Regions from separate parts of the Sus scrofa genome. Here region 2 is linked to region 1. The links are chromatin contacts, called in public HiChIP or PLAC-seq maps. All regions are on one chromosome and are shown on one strand. The core of a region is the stretch at or near the end of the contact, and the rest is flanking DNA. Distances in the headings are between cores, read along the strand shown. Region 1 holds the start of RSL24D1 (probable ribosome biogenesis protein RLP24). Region 2 has its middle 190 kb from the start of RSL24D1.

Region 1 (4,316 bases), core at 1,490-3,989:
ATGGAGTTCCCTCGGTGGTGTCCTGGGAGCACTGGGATGCAAGTTCGATCCCTGGCCTGGCACAGTGCGTTAAGGATCCAGCACTGCCACAAGCCGAGGCTTGTGTCACAGCTGCAGCTTAGATCTGATCCCTGGCCCAGGAACTCCATATGCTGCAGGGCAGCCAAAACAGAGAGGGGGGAAAAAAAAAAAATGATGTACTTCATTAGTGCTTCAGGGCCTCTACTTCTTATTCCCCCAATCAACTCTTTTCTGGATCCACTATTCTTCCCTAGAACAAGCTAGCTAATTTAACACTGTCCTTTCTAGCAATAAAGACTTCCTCATCAGCGTGAACTTCCAATGTATCTGCCAGAGCAATCCAACTCTGGACAGTTTCCACAATTTTTTCTAATTCCAATACCCAAATGATGAACACTGATAGATAAAAATAATAAAATCATGATGACCAGATGTTTTACAAAGCCATAAAGCTCACCTGAATTAGACCCCAACCTGGCAATCACTTAATTCATGTCTATAAATTCTTTGTCCTGTTCCTAAGACCAGGATTTCAAAATCTACATGTTTTTCGCAGTTCCCAAACATAGCTTTGGTCACTCACTTTTACAAGAACACTTGTTCGTAATTTAGTAGGTCAACATCTTCCATCAGGAATAGATACAAGGTCGGAGTTCCCGTAATGGTGCAGCAGAAACAAATCCGACTAGGAACCATGAGGTTGTGGGTTCAATCCCTGGCCTTGCTCAGTGGGTTGGGGATCCGGCATTGCTATGAGCTGTGGTGTCGGTTGCAGATGAGGCTGGCATTGCTGTGGCTGTGGTGTAGGCAGGCAGCTACAGCTCCGATTTGACCCCTAGCCTGGGAACCTACATGAGCTGTAGGTGCGGCCCTTAAAAAAAAAAAAAAAAAAAAAAAAAAAAAAGAATAGATACAAGGTGTAGTTCCTGTCATTCATGGCTCAGTGGTAATGAACGGCACTAGTATCCATGAAGATTCAGGTTTGATCCCTGGCCTCACTCAGTGGGTTAAGGAGCCTGCACTGCCATTAGCTATGGTGTACGTGGCAGACGGGCTCGGATCCCACACTGCGATCCCACACTGCTATTGCTGTGGCGTAGGCCAGCAGCTGTAGCGCCAATTAAACCCTAGTAGCCTAGGAACTTCCATATGCATAGGTACATGGGTGCAGCCCTAAAAAAGACAAAAAAGAAAAGAAAAGAATAGATACAAGGTGATGAAGCAGGAAGTGTAATTCTTTAGCATGTCAAAATCTTCTCATTAAATACAGATTCCTAGATCCTCTTCCCCTCCCCACAAAGATTCCAATTCAATAGTTATGGTAGAAATCAACATTCTACAACTCTCCAGTGATTCAGAATCAAATTTAAGAAACAGAGGAATGAGACTCATTCTGTTAAGAAAAGGCAGTCAGGTATCACTCCCGAAGTCTTTCACAATGTAGCCTCATACAAACAGGCCTCAACTTAACAAGGGTTCATCTTTCCCATGGTACAAACGCCATACACATTCAGTGGAAACCAGACTTCAAATTTTGATCTTTCCCCACTAGCAAAACCCAGTACAACTCTCTCCAGATGCCCAACAGCTAGTCAAAGCTCCCAGTCAGCCACAAGACTACGAGGGTGAATACACACAATCATTCTGTTTTTCAATTTCAGTACAGTATTTAATAAGTTACATGAGATATTCAACACTTTATTATAAAACAGGTTTTGTGTTAGATGATTTTGCCCTACTGTAGGCTAACGTACGTGTTCTGAGCACGTTTAAGGAAGGCCAGGTTAAACATGATATTCAGTAGGTTAGGTTTTCACGTTTGCAACCTAAAATGGGTACTGAGAAGCAACCCCATCGAAAGTCAAGAAACGTCTATATGTTTATATTTTATGTTTACACAGGTACCTTTTTTATAGATTTATATTTGTATTTAAAGCCCTATCCCTAGCCTCTATCACCACCTGCAATCCGTCACCGGCTTAAACAGAGACGTAACTGCTGCACTCTGTACCCTTGGTCAAACGGTCCGTTTTCCTCCCACCTAGAATGCCTTCTTTTCACGTTCTTAAGCAAAATTCAAGATTCAGGATAAATGTTACCTCCTTTCTATACCTTTTCACATACCAACTACTCCCCAACTCACCTCCAGTAGCTTCATAACACATTACTATTAAGCCATATGCAACATTTCTATCATAAGACCCTATGGCCGACCCGGGTCTTATTTATTTATATATAAAGGGGCCTCGACAATGACGCTTGACAGGGCATGCTTTCAACAAAGTTAAGACCTTGGCCCCTGTACAAGAGTGGGCAAAAAGACCGCCGGCTTCCCAGTCGGGGCTTGCTGGGATCGCTCCTGAGCCTCATCGCGGCCCGCTTCATTCAAGGACGGCCTAGTAACCAGCTGTGGTCGGGACGCAGACAAGAAACTCCCCAAGTGGGAGATCAAGGTCTGAGCCCCTAGCGAAACCACCCTCACGCGCGGAAACCCCGGGCCAAAGCCCGCAAGCGCAGAGAAACCCCAAGCCGAGAGGCCCGCGGGAGCGCAGTGCGGCGCGCGAGGCTCCTGGCCGCCTCACCTTGCAATCGTTACGGACGAACATCATGCCATGGCCTGGGTAGATAGGCCCCGAACAGAAATAACACTTCTCAATCCTCATGCTGAACGCGCGTGGGAACCCGCCCGGCAAACGCCGAGGTTGAAGGAAGTGACGTAGCCCCGTCACAGGAAGTGACTCCCTTTTCAGGTCTCCACCCGGAAGTGGCAATGGTCCTTCGCTCTTGCCGGCCCCCGGAAAGTGATCCGAATGTGACTGCGCCTCCTCGCGGCTGCGCCCGCAAAAGCGCTGCCTTTTGGCGCAGGCGCAGGAGACAGAGTCTGAGCGGCTGACCTCTCTGGGAAGGTGTGGCGTAGTTCTGTGCAGACGTCTGAACTGGCTCGTTTAGTGTTTAGTTTTTGGACTTACCGGGTCGTATAATGTCACCTTTTACTCATGTAATTTTGTCTCCGGTTCGTGCTTTCGCCAGACGGCTCTCCACACTTGTCTAGAAATCCCTTTGTCCACGGCCGGCGCGAGCCCCGACCCTTATTCCGGTCCCAAGCGGACTTGCCTAGTGTCCGCGGCGGGCACTTGCAGCCGCCGCTGCAACCGAAGCAATTGACCAGGCTCAAAGGACCTCACCAGCAATGTTTTAAAGACTCATAGCTGTGTTCACCACCCTAACTCCCCACCGCCTTTTAATATATATATAGATATAGAGAGAGATAGATACAGATATTAAAAAAAAAAAAAATTCCACAGGAAACGAAGGTTCTCTCCCCAGACCTCTAGTCTTTTCCAGTAGCAATCACTTCCTTTTATCACCTAGCAGAGGTTTTATGTGCATAGACAAACATGTTCTTTTGTGTGTGCGTATCTCCACTCCCTCTTCTTTATAACTTTAATGAGCATCATGTTCACTGTCTTCTTCATCTTGCTGTAATCTGCCTCCCTTCAATGGAGTGTGAGCTCGATGACCCCAGGGACTTTTGTCCTTTTGTTTATCACTATTCTTCCCAATCCTATTAACAGTTCCTGGCATATAATTAAGCATTCAGTACACGTTTTGTTATCAATGAATACTAAACATTGTTTTCCATAGTTACATATATGCAACTGCAGGAGAGTGTAATTTTAAATGGTTACCTATGGAAGGATATTTGTTTCCTATTTTTTGACCTAATAAGCATCCTTATTTTCAAGAGTTTATCTGTATACAGCTGCTGGGCCTCTGTGCACTTTTAAAATTTGGTAAATAAGATTAAATGCCTTCCAAAACATTATACCAATTAACACTTAACAACAATGAATAAGAACGATAATTAATCAAGTTTTTGTCAAAGGTGATCTTCGCCAATCTGATGTTAAATATTTTTTCATTACTAACTTGCATTTATTTATGAATGGGCCTAGGAGTCTTCACAAATGTGTGAAAATTTTTCCTCCACAAATTGCCTGTTTGTGTCCTTTACAGTTTTCTACTATGTTGCTGACTTCTTTAATGACTGCACCCTCTGCATATGGAATTTCCCAGACCAAGGATTGAATCCAAACTGAAACTGCAGCAATGCTGAATCCTTTAACCCACTGCACTGGGCTGGGGTGAAACCCATGCCTCCACAGCCACCAGAGCCACTGAAGTCAGGTTCTTAACCCACTGACTTTCCACAGCGGAAACTCCTGTGTTGTTGATTTTTAACAGCGTTTTTCATAGTAAATTTAGAGCATTGCCGACATTTATACATTATTTTT
Region 2 (4,622 bases), core at 2,084-4,583, 190 kb before region 1:
ACATGTGGAGAAATGTGGAGGGAGGGAAGTGATGGACAGAGACAGGTGGTGGACAGAGACAGGTGAGGGAGGCCTACAGGTCCCTCACAGCACCTTGGTCACTTTAATTAGCTGCCCTTGCCAATGGACCTCCTATTTCATACACAGATGCTCAGTGAGGCATTATATCTCTCAGCACCTCTGTGTGTGTGTGTGTGTGTGTGTGTGTGTGTGTGTTTGTGTGTGTGTGTGTGTGTGTTGGGGGGGTGGTAAAGTGGGATTTCTTTTTGGTGCATGTGTTTATGTAAGTGGTATTGTATGGAGGATACAGGGGGAGGTGGGTAAAGTGAAAGCGCAGAGCAGCCAGCAGAGGTGGTGGCCCTGGGGCCACCTCTCCCATTCCACGTGTTGGTTCCCTTTAACTCTATTGATTATGTCTTTTGATCACCTCTGCCTCTTTTTCTACCTCTGGTTTACCACCTCTTACATTTACCTATTTATTATTTAATTCAAATCTTTATGTTTTCTTTTTGATTTCCTTTGCTGTGCAAAAGCTTGTCAGTTTGATTAGGTCCCATTTGTTTATTTTTGCTTTTATTTCTGTTGCTTTGGGAGACTGACCTGAGAAAATATTCATAAGGTTGATGTCAGAGAATGTTTTGCTTATGTTCTCTTCCAGGAGTTTGATGGTGTCCTGTCTTATATTTAAGTCTTTCAGCCATTTTGAGTTTATTCTTGTGCATGGTGTGAGCTTGTGTTCTAGTTTCATTGGTTTGCATGTAGCTGTCCAGGCTTCCCAGCAATGCTTGCTGAAAAGGCTGTCTTTTTCCCATTTTATATTTTTGCCTCCTTTGTCAAAGATTAATTGACCATAGGTGACAGGGTTTATTTGGGTTTATTTCTGGGTTCTCTATTCTGTTCCATTGGTCTATATGTCTGTTTTGGTCCCAGTACCACACTGGCTTGATGACATGGAAACCAAAAAGAAAACAAAAAGACAACTTACAGAATGGGAGAAAATGATTTCAAATAATGCAACTGAAAAGGGCTTAATCTCTAGAATATACAAGCAACTTAGACAACTCAACAGCAAAAAAGCCAACAACCCAATGGAAAAATGGGCAAAAGGCCTGAATAGAATTTCTCCAAGGAAGATATACAGATGGCCAACAAGCACATGAAAAAATGCTCAACATCCCTGATTATTAGAGAAATGCAAATCAAAACTACCATGAGATACCACCTCACACCAGTCAGAATGGCCATCATTAATAAGTCCACAAATAACAAATGTTGGAGGGATTGTGGAGAAAAGGGAACCCTCCTTCACTGTTGGTGGGAATGTAAGCTGGTACAACCACTATGGAGACCAGTGTGAAGATACCTTATAAATCTATTCATAGAACTACCACATGACCCAGCAATCCCTCTCTTGGGCCTATGTCTGGATAAAACTTTTCTTGAAAAAGGCACATACACTTGCATGTTCATTGCAGCTCTATTCACAATAGCCAAGACATGGAAACAACCCAAATGTCCATTGACAGATGACTGGATTAGGAAGATGTGGTATATATACACAATGGAATACTACTCAGCCATAAAAAAGAATGACATAATGCCATTTATGGCAACATGGATGGAACTAGGGATTCTCATACTGAGTGAAGTGAGTAAATGTCATATGATATCACTTCTATCTGGAATCTAATATAAGGCACAAATGAACCTTTATACAGAAAAGAAAATCATGGACTTGGAGAATAGTCTTGTGGTTGCCAAGGAGGAGGGGGAGGGAGTGGGGTTGTTGGGGAGCTTAAGGGTTAATAGATACAAACTATTGCCTTTGGAATGGATTAGCAATGAGGTCCTGCTGCATAGCACTGGGAACTATGTCTAGTCACTTATGATGGAACATGATAATGTGCAAAAATAGAATATGTATACATATGTGTATCTGGGTCACCATGCTGTACAGTAGAATAAAAATTGTATTGGGGAAATAACTATTGAAAATGTAATAAAAGCTGAGACAATGAAAAAAAATCTTTAAAGGCAGGTAATATGTACTATTCAACTTAGTATCCTTGGTGCCTTGATCAGTACATGTTTATAACAAAAATGAAATAAACTTATTTTCCCTCTTGCCTCTCCATATATTTGGCTTTCCTTTACCTTGAGTCAACTCTTTATCCATACTGGGGCTATCAGAGCAGGCTAGCTCATTAGTTAGTCCTTGAGTGACAGGATTCCAGCAAGGGAGACTCTTAGGAACAGGAAGTGGTCCTCAACCAGTTCCACTGGTGAAGTGTTTTCTAAAGTCTGCATATTCTGGTTATTGGACTTCAGGTCTTCATGGGGAATAAGGTGATGATAGTTCAGAATTTGTTCTCTAAAGATGGCCATCCTAGCAAGAGATTTCTAGTAAGTTCCTGGTTGGCCATCAGTGGGTTTTATTCATTTTGGGGGTTTCTATAGCATCTAGCATTAGGTCAGGGATAGAGAGTACCAAGATAGTCCAGGAAGTATAAACAATTTGGAGCAAGAGTTGGAAGATTTGGATTAATTCAAGAGAAGCCACTTACATGGGATGTGATCTTAGGCAGGACACTTAACCTCTCAGGCAACTAATTTCTTTGCCTGTAAAATAAAAATCTTGAGCTCTTTCAGCTTTTATGATTAACCTGTGATTCCCACGGGCATTTTCTAATTATTCATTGCAATTAAATTTTCATTGCATTTTCATCAGATTTGGCATTCTAGGAGTTCCTGAACTTGTCTGTAATCTTTTTTTCTTATTACATTTCTGAAGAGAACTATCTAGAGTTGCTAAGGCAACTATCATCTCTTAGTAATCTTGATATGAATTCTTACAATATCTGTGATACAGCATCCCTTTATAAAAGAACACCAAATTAATTATTTTGTTTTATTTAGTAACTGCCTAACCTATAGTTTTAACAGTGGGCCTAGAGGCTAATAAATTTATGCTAAGTATGGTACTATTTTCCTTTCTTTATTAACTCTGGCAAACACAAAATTTTGCGATTTTGCTCTAGTTTGGCATTTGTTTATTTAGTTACTGGATTTTAAGGGGACTGAAGAGACTGGTTAAAAGTTCCCATATAGAGTTAATGTTGTAATATTGAATCACATTTTTCTTTTGCCCCTCACATTTTGGAAAATATTGTGTAGAGTTTGAAATGTCTCACAAGTCTAGAAATGCTTCATGGTTTGCTCAAAAGGATTATGAGATGATGTGATCTGGAAAGCAGAGAGTCCTTAGCTGTAGCTGTTGTTCCCAGTGGGCTCCTGCTGCCGTCAATTATATTAGCTAAGAGTGCAAAGTCACGGTGCGTCATTGCTAAAAATAGTCCAGACAGTGGATCAGCTCCAAGTCACTGCTTATGTTGCAGCTGCCTATTTAGGCTTGTTTCACTCCACCTGAACCTAGGGAATCCTTAAGCCAGGCATTCAGTCACAAACCCCTCTTTTCTTCTCAACACTTCTCCACCTCACACACCACACACATGCTAGTCAAGCAGGTCCCTCTGTCCTGATAGGGTCGACCCTAAGCACTCCATGCCTGAGTTGTGTACTTTAAAATGGTACAAGAAGGTAAATTTCATGTTATATGTTTTTAACCATTTTTTTAAAAGAGGCATATGTAAATCTCTCAAAAGTAACAAGCTCTCCTTATTTCTCCCTACCTCCTACCACCAAAGAAATAGAGTTGATGCATAAATTGAGAGGATTGGCCTCAAGGAGCAAGTCTCTAATCTGACCTCATATTACTAGGACATGAGCAGTGGGAAAGCACCATAGTCCCCAATGAGGTTTGAAAATCTTCAGGACTTCTTATGGTTTAATCAGGAAGGGCAGTGAGTGCCTTAGATGGATGGGAAAGAATACTGTTGGTGAACAGAGGCCGATCAGATCAGCAGGGGTCAGGCCAGGAGAGAGATACATATCCATGCCAGCAAAAGCAAATCTGTAGACTGCCCAAGAGGGAAATCTTTCCTCACCAGTGTCTACAGATTGAAAGGAACATTGGATAATCACTACCATGGGACTGTGAGTTCCTATAATTTATCTATTAGAAGAGGCATAATTTTTGCTGATTTCCTTTGCTCCTATAACACTTCCTTCTGAAGCACCGTGGTTTGCAAGAAGTTGAATAAGTGCTAGCTTTGGACAACAGCCAATGAAAAGGAAGAACATTATTTCTAGGGTCCAAGTTCAGTGATACCACCTCCAGCCAAGTAATTCAAGCAAGTGATTTAAACATTGTCATGCTCAGTATACACATCAGAGAAATGGGAGAAGTAATGCCAACTCAAAGGGCTGCTGTGAAGATAACAAGAGATAATAGAGATAAAATTCCTAACACAGCAACTACATACTTTCGAAAATGATGACCTGGATAAATTAAGCCCAGGAACTTTGAGTCCTATGCCACATAATCTCATACCAATATTACCTTTACAGTACATGTGTGAAAGCATGCTGTCAGATCAGCACCTTCCTTCTCTCTCCCATTCAGTTTATGGAAACTCTCTGCTTTTCCTACTGTATTAGACATTGACCGAGTCTCCTAAAAGAAGAGAAAGGACAGAGGCAGTGAGAAGGGCATGATCACTAGG

The links. HiChIP or PLAC-seq counts read pairs in DNA pulled down with a chosen protein or histone mark.
Region 2: an H3K27ac HiChIP or PLAC-seq map of skeletal muscle shows a contact between it and region 1, with 4 times the contacts expected there. The contact joins the enhancer-like site here to the promoter of RSL24D1 in region 1. A contact is called at or near these places in 6 of 47 Hi-C or Micro-C datasets (embryonic fibroblasts, fetal heart ventricle, heart right ventricle and 2 more) and 1 of 2 datasets of contacts at active chromatin or transcription factors (skeletal muscle).

Annotation. Positions count from the first base shown.
Region 1 is chr1:116,610,758-116,615,073 of Sscrofa11.1, reverse strand. RSL24D1 (probable ribosome biogenesis protein RLP24) reads right to left here and starts at 2,739. Exons shown (of 6, transcript XM_003480359.4): 1 at 2,604-2,739. The coding sequence starts at 2,684.
Region 2 is chr1:116,798,817-116,803,438 of Sscrofa11.1, reverse strand. No RefSeq gene overlaps it. Among named protein-coding and RNA genes, the nearest start is that of RSL24D1, 190 kb to the right of the region's middle. Within about 2 kb of position 3,333, at least 10 of the 83 cell types and tissues checked have an H3K27ac peak or open chromatin away from gene starts, as enhancers often do. A contact at or near this core is called in skeletal muscle, where this site is marked.